Linked DNA regions of Zea mays: region 2 is linked to region 1. Evidence: chromatin contacts called from public Hi-C data. All regions are on one chromosome and are shown on one strand. The core of a region is the stretch at or near the end of the contact, and the rest is flanking DNA. Distances in the headings are between cores, read along the strand shown. Region 1 holds the start of LOC103626548 (protein DETOXIFICATION 46, chloroplastic). Region 2 holds the start of LOC100191642 (Polyketide cyclase/dehydrase and lipid transport superfamily protein).

Region 1 (6,815 bases), core at 1,499-3,998:
CACGGTGCAATTGGTCAGCCGGACACGCCAAAGAAGCGGTCTGCTGGGCCAGCCCGGGTTCGAGTCGCAGCATCAACTTCTTAAGTGAAAAAATCAGGGGACGTCTCTCCCCTTGGTCGAGAAAAAAAAAGAAACATGGGACAAATCCAGCAGGTACAAAATAGAAGAACTAGCAAATTATATCCAATAAATAAGAGAATGAGCACAACAAGTACCTAGCACTTTGAGCAACTAAGCCAACAAGAACTGCAGGCCATGCGAAACCTCTTATCTGAAAGCAAGTATACATATTGATATACGTTACTGCACACAAAAATAAAAGGTTAACTCTATACCCTATGATATCCTACATGTAAACTTCATATGCAGGAGTCTTTTGTAGCATGCCTTTCTTTTCTGCCTGCTTCCCACTCTCATACACAAGCCTCTGAGGTTTTATTTGACATACATCATAAAACTGAACTTTGCACCATATCCACTTATACTATTGATCCTTTTTACTGCTAATGCTCAATAAAAGAAAACTCGAAACCACACGATGCTAGCTTTAACCAGAAATATTTCCTTTTCTATCAATTAAAATGGGGTGATGCCGTGATAACATTGCAGAGAGATATGTTCAACTATACAGACCTGTGCATATGTATTGGCCGAAGAAATAAGTTCATAATTCCCAGATCCAGTAAAAGCTGCAGAGGGAAGAGGAAAGAAGTTAAAAAAATTATATAGTTAATGAAACAATGCATCATAAGGGGCAAAAAAAAACTATATGCCAAAGAATAAACTGACAGGACAAATTCAAATGTGTCTTATATTTCATAGATCCTAACAAAATGTCCTAATCTGACAAACGATTTAAAATAAGTTCAGCAGTAAAGATAAAAGCAGTAATTGTCTAGGCCTCTAGGACAAGGCAGCAAAGCATAAAACGAGATATTACAGTGAAAAAATAACTCATCAGTTTTTTTTTCATTAGAAAATACAGAAATGCTCAGCACTTCCAAGGAAGTATGAAGAACAAGATGATTGTTGCAGGTTCGCAGAATATTTTACTGCAAAGGCTTACCAGTCAATACTTGAGTACCAAACACCTTGGTGAACAAAAACATTCCTATGCCACAAGCAAGAGCAAGAAACAGTAACATAGACACTTGATGTTGTGTAAGTTCTTCATCCTGTGTATGGTAACTGCAACCAGATTAGATAACCAATACAGCAAGAACGCAAAATCCATGAAAGTGATTGCCATTCGACACATTGTTAAAGTCTACTAGCAAGCACGAGCACACAAAGTAGGAGCATAGCAATGTACCAAGCAACAAAATCCTTGGCATGAAGCAAGCACTTGCTGCCAGGTAGTACCCTATGTATGTGCGGTGTGAAGTACAAGTATGGTATTCTTAATAGCAAATCAAATGTATAGTCGCATGCTCATGTGGAGAGAGGGGCAAACTTATATCAGAATAGGTAGCCATGTAACTCTAGTTCGGCAAGAACTTTAAGACTTTGTTTGGATACTCTAGTATTCACCTACACCTCAATCCGCCTCAATTCATGCGAATTGAGGTGAATACTAGAGTATCCAAACGAGCCCTAGGTGGGTAGAACACGACGGACAGAAATATTGCTCGTAGCTAAGGTTGGTATCCTCTTCGCCTGACAGACTGGACCACAGACTGTTCTTAAAACATGATTAACAAAGAAGAAGAGTGTGTCTCCGATAGAATTAGAGGGCACACCTTTTTGGCTAAGGAGGTGGCCACCATGTTGGATGTTGCGACCGAGAGGAACATGAATATGTAGCTTAGGTAATCGCAGAACACTGTCCCAGGCCCTGAAAGGAAAGATATGTATGATATCATTGAGCTGCTAGACGAGGAATTTACAGATGGAGCTACTCTGCAAACCTATGGAGATGATATCATATGAATTAAAGACATGTATGATATGAGGCGCGCCGAGAAGCGCTTGCATTCTCGGGGGTTGGATGACCCAGAGACGCTCAATATCAGTCGTCTGTTACATACAGTTACAAAAGTCGCAGCATCGGAGAAGACGAGGGAGAAAGATAGGAAGGGAGGAGGACGAACCTAGCGCGGCGAGCTGGAGTGCGGAGGTCTGGCCGATGACCATGGTGTCGATGAGGCTCATGAGCGGACCGCAGATCCAGAGCCCTAGCGCGGGGCCGGCGAACACGACGATATCCCGCACCTGCTCCCATATGCCCGCCGCCGCGTCGCTGTCCTCGCCAACCCGCGCGACCGCCGGCGCCGACGCCGAGCCGGAGCAGCGGACGGCGCCGGCGAAGCGCGCCTGGCTCCCCCCGAGCCGCGGCGGTCGCAGCAGCAGCCGGAGGCGGGCCGCGGGAGGAGAAGGAGGAGGGCCACGGAGGCGGTGGAGGGAGGTGGGTGTGGGCGCGGAGACGTGGGCGGCCGAGAGTAGGCGGAGGTGCGCGGACATGGCTGCGTGCGCCGCCGGCCGTCTTACGCGCTCGTTATTATAGCCTCGTAGCCAGGGGAGGGAGACGCGGAGTAGTGTAGTGGTGGTTCACTCGAGCGCCCGCCCCTTCTCCCCCCCTGTGCTGCTGCAGTGCTGCGGCGTCTCAAGGCAATTTAGCCGCAAGACGATGGCGGTGGTGGTAAGGTTTGACGCGCACGTGCTGCTCCGAATCGTGTGGAAGGGAAAGGGACTAGGCGACTAGCCGACGAGTGGGGCGGGAGGGGAGCGAGCTGCCTGTCGCGGTGTCGCCGTTGCTATTTTGAGGCTGGTTCCTGTCTTCCTGAAAATGGTCCCAAGAAAATGGCCCGTCCAAACTAGCCGACGTCAAAAGCTCTCCGCTCAACTATGGGACAATATAAAAAAAAACTGACCATCTAGAAAATACCTCATCCTAGAAAATATCATTCGTTAATGCAATTTTTCTCACCTTGTCTAGTTGGATCTTATTTCTTTTTACTTTTAATATAAAACTAACTTAAAAATAAAAAGAATCAGAACCTAACTAGCAGCGGCGGACTAGAGGTTTTAGGGGCTCGGTGCAAATTTAAAATAGAGGTCCATCAAACTATTGTTATATAAAAATGATATCAATATATAAACTAAAGACGCATCTAAAAATATTCATATAAAGCAACAAATAAATAAAAAGATACATATTATAGTACTATCTTAAAAGTTCTTTTAACATGTTTAAATACGACCGGATTGTGAACGTTTCGTGACTGTTAATTATTCGATATTTCACTATTAAGCTATTGTGTCTGATAGTCTAATTATTGAATGTATAACTAGATTCGGGCCCTATATAATTAGGGGCCCGGGGTGGCGGCCCCTCCGCCCCACCCTCATGGCCGCCACTGCTAACTAGATAGACGAGGTACTGTAATTCGAGAAGAATTATACTACCTCCATTCTTAAATATATGACACTATTAATTTTTTGAAAACTTTAATCACTCTTAATCAACAAAAACTTTGAAATATTATTTATTTTGTTATAATTTATTTTATCACTTAAGGTAATTTGGGCGTTACTTGAAATTTTAGATCTTCGAATAAATATTTTGAATAAGACGAGTGGTTAAAGTTTTTTTAAAAATTAACGATGTTATATATTAAAAAACGGAGAACGTATTAGGGAGGGATATCTTACTAGGGAGGGATAGTTTCTAGACGCTCAGGTTAAGAAGTTACATTGAACGAATTGTCCCGTTTTGGAGGCGTCTCATGTCTGGCTCTCTACACTATTCTGGAGATGAACGAATGAATGAATTGAAATTTGAAAGTCACCTCTCAAATGAATCAACTGCTCTCTCAAGTGATTTCGCATGCGTTACATTTTTTATGCCAAATGAATCAGGAGTCTTTATATGAGCATATCCAATAAAAATAGGGTGAGAAGTTCGCTTGGCTTCTACTCTGTGTTTTTGTCTTTATACATTGTAGAGTCCAAACAATTGACTTTAATCCGAAGCAAACAGCTGGTTTTTGTCTCTATAGATTACAGATTTAGCAGATTAGGTTCTGTTGGATGTCGGTTTTAAAATTTCTCTGAATTAAAGATTGGGATCAAAGAGTATTGACATATGTTGGAGATGCTCTTACACAATTGAATTCGACACAGGTGCCCTTAACACACTGTTTCAACGGGTCCTAGATCTAGGCCACCTTTCTGTCTCGGATTTTCTACCTTGTAATACCCAACTTGTAACTTGTGGAGGATAACCTAAAAGGAGAAATGATATTCCTGTATATATGTGTGTTATCCATATTTATCATTCCATGAGAACATCACATGAAAACAAATAAATAAATAAACAAAAGATACCCAAAAACAAATTATGCATCATGCTGAGATTTTCTTTTGTGTGCACATTGTGACAAAATAAAATAACAATGTGATAAGAAATATATTAAAGTCCAAAGTGGAATTTAAAATCCAAAAGGAATTGTAAAATTTAGAAAAGATAAGAAAATAAGAATTTTGTGGATAAAAATAAGTAAATAAAAATATATTATTCCTCCACTAGAAGCTTGAATTCGTATACTTGACTCAATGGTGAAATTCGTATTCAAAATTCAAATTTAAAATTCAAAATAGTTAAGAATAAAAGAAAACAAGAAAGGAAAATAAAAAAATAAAAAAGAAAAGGGGAGGAAGAACCTACCTGGGCCGTAGATCCCAAATTTGGCCCACTTACCCTTTCCCCTCCGCGCGGCCCAAACCGACTGTGCGCGGCACGCTGACACCACGGGCCCGCTTGCCACTCACTCACGTGCGCGCTCTCTGGCCGGTGGCCCCCACTGGTCAGCGCCATCTCCTGTCTCAGCTGCGCAACTTGCGCCCACTCTCAGCCTTTCACTGAGTCGCGGGCCCCTCTTGTCATCCCGGTCGCCGCGACGGTAACAGCCCGCGCGGGTCGCACGGGAGTTTTCCCCTTTCTCGCGCTGCCGTCGAAATCGCCGGAAATCTCGCCTCAACCCTGGGTTTAGTTGGTCGAGCTCGTCCCTACGCCAGACTATAAAGCCGAGGCCTGACCTAGATGCTCCGCCACCGCCTGCACTCCGCTGTTGCGCGCTCACTGCCACGCCATCCCTTTTCCCATCGCGCCTCGGCCGTGAACTTCACCCTCCAGCCTTGTGACCGGTGGACGAGTCACTAGTTCCCACCCTGGACGTGCTGCAGCAACCTTCCTGTTGGAGCCCTGGACGCCGTGTCGTGCGCCATCGTCGTGAGTTGCAGAAGTATCGCCGCCGCTGCTGATTCGTGGTCCGTCGTGGGCAACATTGCTGCAGGCGCCAAACCAAGGTGAGAATCACCCCCAATCCTTCTGTTGTCTTGGTAATTTGCGTGCACGTAGTTTCGAAGGGATCAACGGGGTTTGGGGTTGGCAATTTCTCGCCGCCGTGCGGCCGCCACCGCGGGGCCGCTCCGTGCCGTGGGTGAGCTCCGCGCGCACCCATGGCACAAAAAAAATGTCCTTAGTGAAAGGAAAATGTGCCCTTGGGCCATTTCTAAGTATTTTGGTGATTTAGTGTCTAACACAAGTGCTTAAATGTAAAATGGTGGACAAAGTACAAACCAAGGATAAAGATATGTTTCTCAGACTTAGTACATTGTTTTATGGACTAATGTATTGTTTCTAAGTGCTGGAAACAGGAAAAATCCAATTGGAAATGTCTTGGCTCGAGCAGCCAAGAATCTGCTCAGTCTGGGAGCACCGGACTGTCCGGTGGTGCACCGGACTGTCCGGTGGTGCACCGGACAGTGTCCGGTGCGCCAGGCTGGTTCGAGCAAAGTGGCCGCTCTCGGGAATTCACCGGCGTCGTACGACTATAATTCACCGGACTGTCCGGTGAGCCAACGGTCGGCCGCGCGATCTGCGCGGGACACGTGGCCGAACCAACGGCTAGAAGGGGGCACCGGACTGTCCGGTGTGCACCGCCAACGGCTCTCTGGCTGCCAACGGTCGGCTGCGCCAGTTAAGGAAAGAAATCGGGCACCGGACAGTGTCCGGTGTGCACCGGACTGTCCGGTGCGCCAGACGACAGAAGGCAAGAATTGCCTTCCCAGATTGCTCTCAACGGCTCCTAGCTGCCTTGGGGCTATAAAAGGGACCCCTAGGCGCATGGAGGAGCACACCAAGCATTCTGAGAGCACTCTTGATCACTCACATTCCAATCTTGCGCACTTGTTCGACATTCTAGTGATTTGAGCTCCGTTCTAGTGTGCTAGTCTCTTAAGCTCAAGTCTGGGTCTTGTGTGTGCGTATTTGCTGTGATCTTTGTGTCTTGTGTTGAGTTGCTAATCCCTCCCTTGCTCCGTGCTTCTTTGTGAACATCTTTGTAAGGGCGAGAGACTCCAAGTTGTGGAGATTCCTCGCAAACGGGATTAAGAAAAGCAAAGCAAAACACCGTGGTATTCAAGTGGGTTTTTGGACCGCTTGAGAGGGGTTGATTGCAACCCTCGTCCGTTGGGACGCCACAACATGGAGTAGGCAAGCGTTGGTCTTGGCCGAACCACGGGATAAACCACTGTGCCATCTCTGTGATTGATATCTTTGTGGTTGTGTTTTGTTGAGACTCCTCTCTAAGCCACTTGGTGATTATTGTGCTAACACTTAACCAAGTTTTGTGGCTTAAGTTTTAAGTTTTACAGGATCACCTATTCACCCCCCCCCCCTCTAGGTGCTCTCAATTGGTATCAGAGTTGTTCTCTTCAAGAAAGGGACTAACCGCCCGAAGAGATGGATCCTAAGGGGAAGGGAATCGTGATTAACGACAAGGAGAATGAGTCCTTCGTCAACGAGCCGAAGG
Region 2 (7,300 bases), core at 2,636-5,135, 990 kb after region 1:
TGACACAGTCAGCGTGGCACAACAAAGTTAGACACTGTTTACAAATGGCTTCACATGTACTTATGATCAAGAGAAAAGGTGGCAGGACTAGAAGGAAAGCGTGTGTATTTGAAATTTTGGATGGAGTTCAGAGTTTGTACTGAAATTCGCTGGCAGGATGGTTGGATAGACTATAGAGCGTCCAATTTAGCATCTAGTGCTATTTCCATTCTCCATTGACAAGCGGGCAAACGGCCAATCTCGAATATGTTTATCCTTTTTGTTGCATGCCTGGTATGCTTGCTCAGTTAACAGTATGGCTGGCCACCAACATCTCTTATTGTTTGGTGCAGAAACCAGATCCAAACTGATTGTTAATTTGCTTCATGCCATCACCACGATCGAATCTTCAAGACTACAAATTTGTCAGCGTGATGGAGCCTGCCCATCAGTACATAGCTTTTTTTTTTGTCTTGGGGATGCATCCTGTTGGTGAGATCCTCTTCCCCTGCACCATGGTCAGAGGTACAGTAGCCACTTTGACCCAGTTTGCTGTTTGACTCGGCTGACTTTACCTTTGTTGCTTACAGGTTTATCATCTTCTGCTTAATTACAGGTTCTGTGGAGCCAAGGTGCTTTGGGCTAGGGAGGAAATTGTAACAGTAAATTTTCATACAGTTCATCGTGATTAGTTTTGTGTACAGAGCAGAGCATACACGTGGTGACATGGTCCCTGTAGAGGGACACATTCGCAGTAAAGGTGGGATGCCTCGATTCATACTCAACAATGTAAAGTAAAGGTGGGATACCTCAATTCATGATCATTGTAAAATACGTGCACAGTATAACACAGGAGCACTGGCTGAGTGGCATGTATCCTTGCAGTTCATCGCGATTAATCTCTGTACAGAGCTGTTATACTGTCGGTTTTGATATCAGTTGCAATTACACATCTGCTACAGTTTTGTAGTATCAGATATCAGAACACGTCGGGCCCGCAGAACGCCTGGAAGCTCGTAGTTGTCGGCGCCGAGCATCCTGTCGCCATTGGGTTGCGCTGTACTGTACTACTACTACTACGCGTCTGTTGTCTAGGTGGGAGGGAGGGGAACAGGGCAACGTCATCTCATATTCATTTTATGGGACGGACTGGACGGAGGCTCCATCTCCATTTAAAGAACTGTGATGTTCAATCAAACTCTGCATTCAACACCCTCGCATCTGTACATTTAAAGAAACAGCGCCTAGAATATGGATTAAAACAATCTGTCTGACGATACTGCCCCCGGTTCGTTCTCATCCTTACCAAGAACAGCTAAGGTAGACCGAAAAAAAACTCTGTTCTTCTCATCTGCATAATCACCTGATCTGGTCACTCAGATACAAGATTACATGAAACAAATTTTTACACATGTATATAGTAGGAAACCCCTCTCCCTCGTGATCCGACAGCCGGCAGCGTATACACACGTAGACACCAAAACGCTCTTCGTCCGCTCTCTTTCAGCCACAATGGCATCAGCACCAATTAACCACATCCACAAAGCCCACACAAACCACCTCCTTCCCCCGCTTCTCGACGTCGGCGATCAGCACACGGCACGACCGTACGAGCGACAAGGTGTGTAGGACGCTACAACGTCTTCCTCTGCCCAACGAACCTCCGCGCGACGCCGAAGATGAGAGCCTTGGTCAGGAGCCCCTGGTCAAGGGTGCAGCAGGCCAGAGCGACCGCGCCGCCGAGCACGAGGAGCCTCGCCGCCGCGTGGCTCCTCGTCGCGGGCTTCTTGTTCTCTGTCTCCTGCGCGTCGTCCGCGGTCTCCGGCCCGTCGCCGCCGCTGGAGCTGGACAACGACTCCATCGACCGGCGAGCGAAACCGTCGGCGCTGACCTTGGTGTTGATCCGGGCCATCAGGGCGCTCCGCGACGGCGGCGCCCCCGCGGCCCGCGCCTGCTGGTAGGCCCGGAGCCCCGGCTCGATCCTCTTCACGCACCCCCACATCCCTTGCCTAATGCCCAGCTTGGCGATCTCGTACGGGATGCCCATGTCCTCGTGGTGGAACAGCAGAACCTCACAGGCCGTCGCCCCCCTTCCTCCTCCGTTCCCTCTCCTGGACTCCACTGTTTCCAAACATCGAGTTCTTAGTTCATCTTTTTTTTTATTGGTCACCATCCTCGAGCAAAGTGAGCGAGCGAGCGAGCGAGGAGAATGGTTTACCTGCGCGGATGCACCAGCTTGAGTAATACAGATCGACTCTCCGAGGTCTGCTACGCCGTGGAATGGATGAGCATGGTATGCCCTGCGCATATATCAATCACATTGCCAACACGTCAACAGTTGGGCATTGTATTTTGCGCAATGCTGATGGCCTGCGTGCATAGCTTGCTTTCGAAGGAACAATGGTGATGGAAAGGATTGGAGACTCCGCTGCCACCAACTCAGCACTAACATCAGAACTTGAATGGTGTCAAAAGTGTACTCCGCAGGTGGTGGACAGGTTGCCTCAGGTCAGTCTCATTGGGCACACATAGCCATCAAGAAATATCAGGATTAGGGAACAAACAGGCCACTGCACTTCTAAAGCTGTGTGCCTTGTGCCTATTCCAAACTGGAGTTATTAGTTGACGGGCAACACAGACACAGCATAGATTACGGTCTGCATGAAGCGTAAGCTATATAGCCAACAGGCCATGTGTCAAAGTTCATCCAAGAAACTGTATAGTACTTTTGCATCAGGGATCAAGCATAAACCCCACTACCTCCTGGAATCAATATCCCCAAACAAGAACAACACGCAGTAGTTCTTTTTTTTTCCAAGTCTAGTTTTACCTTTGTGACGCAATAATAGGCGCCCCCCAGCTTCCATATCCGCCGGGCGATTATGTACTCCCTGTCGCTGCAGAAGAAGGGGAACTGCGACAGCGAGCGCAAGAGATGAGTCATACAATACAATGCGATGAGTCAGCCAGAGAGGCCCGCTATTTATTATTTACCTTCCGGACCCAATGCACTTTCATCGTCCCAGTGGTCCGGCACTCCTCCAGGGTCTTGTGGTAGATGAGCATGTCGTCCCACCTGTTGGACATCCGGAACTCGTCGTCCCCGAAGAAGTCCCTCACCTCCTCTGGACTGGCGTTCTCGAAGATGCTGCTGCTCTGGTACTGCGGAGGCCCGGTCTACAAAATATTCATCCAGATAAAAATAAAATTCAATCGTTACATGAACATGAAATCAAGTAATAAAAAAAAACACGACGCTGAGGCTCGTGAAAAAAAAATCCGCTCACCTGGGCGTCCCTCCTCCACGCCCGGTACGTCATGGTGGGCAGCGACTTCTCCATCATCTTGGTCCAGGCCGGGCCACCGTCCGCGCCCTCCACCAGCCTCCAGAGGTTCACCAGGTCGGCCATCCCCACCGCCACCGCCACCGGCTCCTCTCTCGCCGTCGCCGTCTCCGTCTCCGACGACCTGCCAAGCGCCACCGTTCCGCGGTTCCGTTGCACGGCGTCCTTGTCACCCTCCCTCTGCTGCACGGCGGTGCCGAGCGGGGCGCGGAGGCGGGCGGGGAGCTGGGCCTTCCAGAAGTCGAGCGTGGCGAAGGGCGGCTGCGCGGCGGCGGCGGCGGTGGTGGCGCTGCCGCCGTCGTCCGCGGTGGCGACGACGAGGCCGGCTGCCCAGCGCGGGCGCCAGGCCCAGCCGAGCAGCAGGCCGAGGAGGGCCGCCGCCCACAGGGGCCCCGCGAGGAGCGCCATCTCCCAGGCCGCCCCCCACGCCGTGGGCTGCTCCAGCACCCTGCCCACCGCCGACAGCACGTACCCCATCGGAGCCGACCGGCCGAGCAGTCGACGGCGTAGGGGGTCGGACGCGGCGGTGTGTGTGTGGGGGCAGGGTAGGGGGAGGGATGGAGGGAGGGAGGAAGGAGGGGGGCTTTACGGCCTCTGGCGAGGATTAAAGACTCGATTTTTTTGTTTGGTTTAGGGAAGGGTAAGGTGTGGTGCACGAGCAGGGATGGAGGCGTGTGGACACGGTGCATGGACTATCTCACTCTTGACCTCCCTATCTTTTCTACCTATCTGATTTCTAAACCTTTCATTTTTGTACTTTGCAGAGTTTAAATAATCAATCCCACCCTACTTTATTTGGAGTTCGCAGAGCTGCGTGGATGCTACGTGATATGGTAAACAAAAACAAGAGCTGAGTCTGGTGGGCATTTGTTTATTGGTTAGGACTTAAGCGTTTCATCATTTTTTTGTTAAAAAAGAAAAGAAAAGGTATGGTTTGCCCTTTGGTGTTCTAACTCATGTATTATAGATTATAATAGCGTGCTGATGGTGTGTGCTTACTTACCGCATCATCTCATTAGCTGTTGGTTGTGAAGTCGCTTTCCTAAGCATTCCATGTATCCCCGACTCCCCGTGTTGTTCCTTAAAGGCACAAAGGGTACACAGCTAAAAGGAATATGCTATGCCCGTGGCTTCTAGGCTTGCCAAACTACACAAAAAGGGCCATGCATAACTATTAGTCCGTAGCAACATGACGTTTGATTAGGTGTGGAAAAAACAAAATCTTCGTCCAAATAAATCAGCTCCTAGAGCAAAAAGGGGGGGGGGGGGGGGGGGGGGAATCGGACCAATCTTACATGTTGGATCAGCTCCTAGAAAATTGATTTGTTTATTCAGGAACCGAGGTAGTATTTTACATGGAGAGTGTTATTCAAACATGCGATTTGGTGGGTGGTCAACTCGGTAAACCCTTCCGATCCTATGCTTCTACGATACGTCATTGTTCTTGGCTGAGACTAATTGACTAAATCACCCTAGAGTCAGTCACGTACTCTTTCTCAATTCCCCTCCTCTCCCATGTTGGATATATCCCACAAAAGCGATAAGGGGATATAATAGAACCCAAAAAAAATATTAGTGAGACAAAAGAAACTCACTTTTCTTTTCTTTTTTCATTTGATGAAAGGGGCGCTCTTGTCTTGTGGCCGTACGATGCAGCAGCCCATGGACCGGGCGCATGCACTGCCGCGACAAGCCCAGCCCAACCCCAAAGCGATAAGGGGATCTGGGGGCTGAGGCTGCCGGTGGCGCGCGTCGATTCCGGTGGGGGCCCAAATCTCACTCCCGTCCAACGCCGCGCCGCCACGTCGGCTCGCGACTCGCTTTGGTGCCCCACTCCCCCCCTCGCCGGCGGCGTCACATCGCCACCACTAATCGGGTCGGGCCGGTCGGCCGTCGTGAGTGGCAGCATCCGTGCTTTTTTTTTTGCGTGCTCTGTGCTATATTTTTGCCCCCCCTTGTGTCTGCCACCCATATTGTTGGTACTTCTCCAACACAGATTTTTCTTGCTGCACGAGCTGACACGTCGCGGGTAGTGATCCGAGCACGTCTAGCGTGGCTAGAGAGCTTGTCGCCTTGGCCGTAAGGACACTTGTAAAACATGTACATCATCGAATATTAAAACCACGCATTTTAAACATCATCTTCAGTTAATATCTTTTACAAACAGCGCCTAACTGAGTTTATATGAAAACATGTAATGGCATACTTCAAAACGAAAGGATGTCATCCTATATAGGTTTTGGTCTAAAAAAGAAAAATGAAACATTTTTTATTTCTTTGGATTTTTTTAAAATATATCTGATTTGTCTTCTCAAACTTTTAACTTAGTTTAGCCCATATGATATGGATCACCACATCAGTAAAACCACTATAGGTGAAAAACAATTGTTTTTTAAAAGGCGAGGGATGCCAAAAAAAATTCTTCTGATTTTGGAATTCAACGAGCAAAATGAGACGAGGGAGTTAAATTGGATTTCCTGGATATAAGAATGAAAGGAAGCCATGGCCCACGAAACACGCGTCCATCCCTCTCTCCGGCCCGGCCCACAAACTCACCTCGTCATCTCCCCCTCAAACTGTCGGATAAGCCGCGCGCCGTCGCCGTGGCCATGGCGTCCCTCTCCCCCGCGCTCCTCCCCGGCGCCGGCGTGACCCTCCTCCGAGCGCCGCCCGTGTTCCGCGTCACCGCCTCTTCCTCGAGCTCGGGGAGCAAGAAGGGCAAGAAGCCCAAGAGCGGCAGCAAGGGCAAGGACACCAAGGCGCTGGAGCCTCCAGCGCCCGTGGTCCGCCGCGCGCCGCCGGGAAGCGCCTCCATATTCCAGCAGCAGAAGAATGAGGCGGCGTCCAGGGCCGGGGGCGCCGGTGGGAAGGGGCCCACGGAGGAGGAGCTACGGCAGCGGCAGGCCAACGAGAACGCCTTCCTCCTCGCCTGGCTTGGGCTAGGCATCATCATCCTTGTCGAGGGCATCGCACTCGCCGCCTCCGGTAATATACGTACTAGCAATTTGGTCTCCAACTTACAGTGCTGCACTCACTTTGATTATGGTGGACTGTTGGTGAATTCAGTTTAGAATATGACTGTAGTCTCCCCAATTGAGGAACTTTGTGCGTACATATGACTATATTAACACAAGGGATGGTGCTATTATTCTGTCAACTATTGATGAATTGAACAAAATTGTCATGGTGGTGGCATTGTGGTAGTTTTTTAGCTCACATGGCAGCTTTTTACCTTTCATAAATAGTCACTGGTGGCTTTTTTTACCTTTCATAAATCGCATTATAGTACTCAAGACATGAGAAATCTTCAAATGTAACATATTGGTGCAGCGATCATCGCAACTCTGGAATTGCCAGGTGCAATTCCTGAATCCTGAACCAATGATACATTGAAGTAATCAGCGACATGAATCTGAGTGTAGCATGATGCACAAAACTATCAAAGAAAGCATAAAACTACTAGTTAAGTTGTGAAAGCTTTTGGTACTGCAGAACTGCTGAGCCAAGTAGTCATGTTTTGAACTTGTATGTCATGCAGGTTTTCTGCCAGAGGAATATGACAGCTTCTTTGTTAAGTACCTTTATCCATCGTTCACTCCAACAGTTGTTCTGTTTTTGGCTGGTACGGTTGGGTATGGTGTCCTCAAATACTTTGAAAGCGAGAAAAGCAAAAGCTAGATGACAGCACGAAGGTGAGACTAAATATAATCATCTTGTGAACATCTAGGCTTTACTTCTCCTAATTTTGTTCACACGCTATTCTACAGTTTATGGTATGTTATGCTTCACTAGAAAGTCAAGATTGAATGATTTCACGATAGAGCTGCTGGTGGATAAGGGCATCTCTTACTCTAGACATCACGATAGAAATATTGATTGATGAGTGAATCTCTTACTCTAGACATCACGATAGAAATATTGATTGATGAGTGAATCTCTTACTCCAGCTGGACCATAGGTTATTTAAGTTGCTCTAA

The links. A called contact is a pair of places that touch in the nucleus more often than the background predicts.
Region 2: a contact with region 1 is called in a Hi-C map of leaf, with 2.7 times the contacts expected there. The contact joins the promoter of LOC100191642 here to the promoter of LOC103626548 in region 1. A contact is called at or near these places in 3 of 25 Hi-C or Micro-C datasets (ear, leaf and tassel).

Annotation. Positions count from the first base shown.
Region 1 is chr5:73,705,907-73,712,721 of Zm-B73-REFERENCE-NAM-5.0, forward strand. It overlaps LOC103626548 (protein DETOXIFICATION 46, chloroplastic), which reads right to left and starts at 2,749. Exons shown (of 14, transcript XM_008646962.4): 1 at 2,091-2,749; 2 at 1,740-1,834; 3 at 1,067-1,175; 4 at 634-689; 5 at 216-271. The coding sequence starts at 2,460.
Region 2 is chr5:74,699,678-74,706,977 of Zm-B73-REFERENCE-NAM-5.0, forward strand. It overlaps LOC100191642 (Polyketide cyclase/dehydrase and lipid transport superfamily protein), which reads right to left and starts at 3,886. Exons shown (of 5, transcript NM_001348730.1): 1 at 3,267-3,886; 2 at 2,974-3,156; 3 at 2,810-2,893; 4 at 2,198-2,279; 5 at 1,334-2,100. The coding sequence starts at 3,800. The coding sequence ends at 1,613. It overlaps LOC100193154, which reads left to right. Exons shown (of 21, transcript NM_001358667.1): 20 at 333-504; 21 at 596-876. It overlaps LOC100278883 (Protein LOW PSII ACCUMULATION 2 chloroplastic), which reads left to right and starts at 5,902. Exons shown (of 3, transcript NM_001152015.1): 1 at 5,902-6,308; 2 at 6,862-7,015. The coding sequence starts at 5,933. The coding sequence ends at 7,001.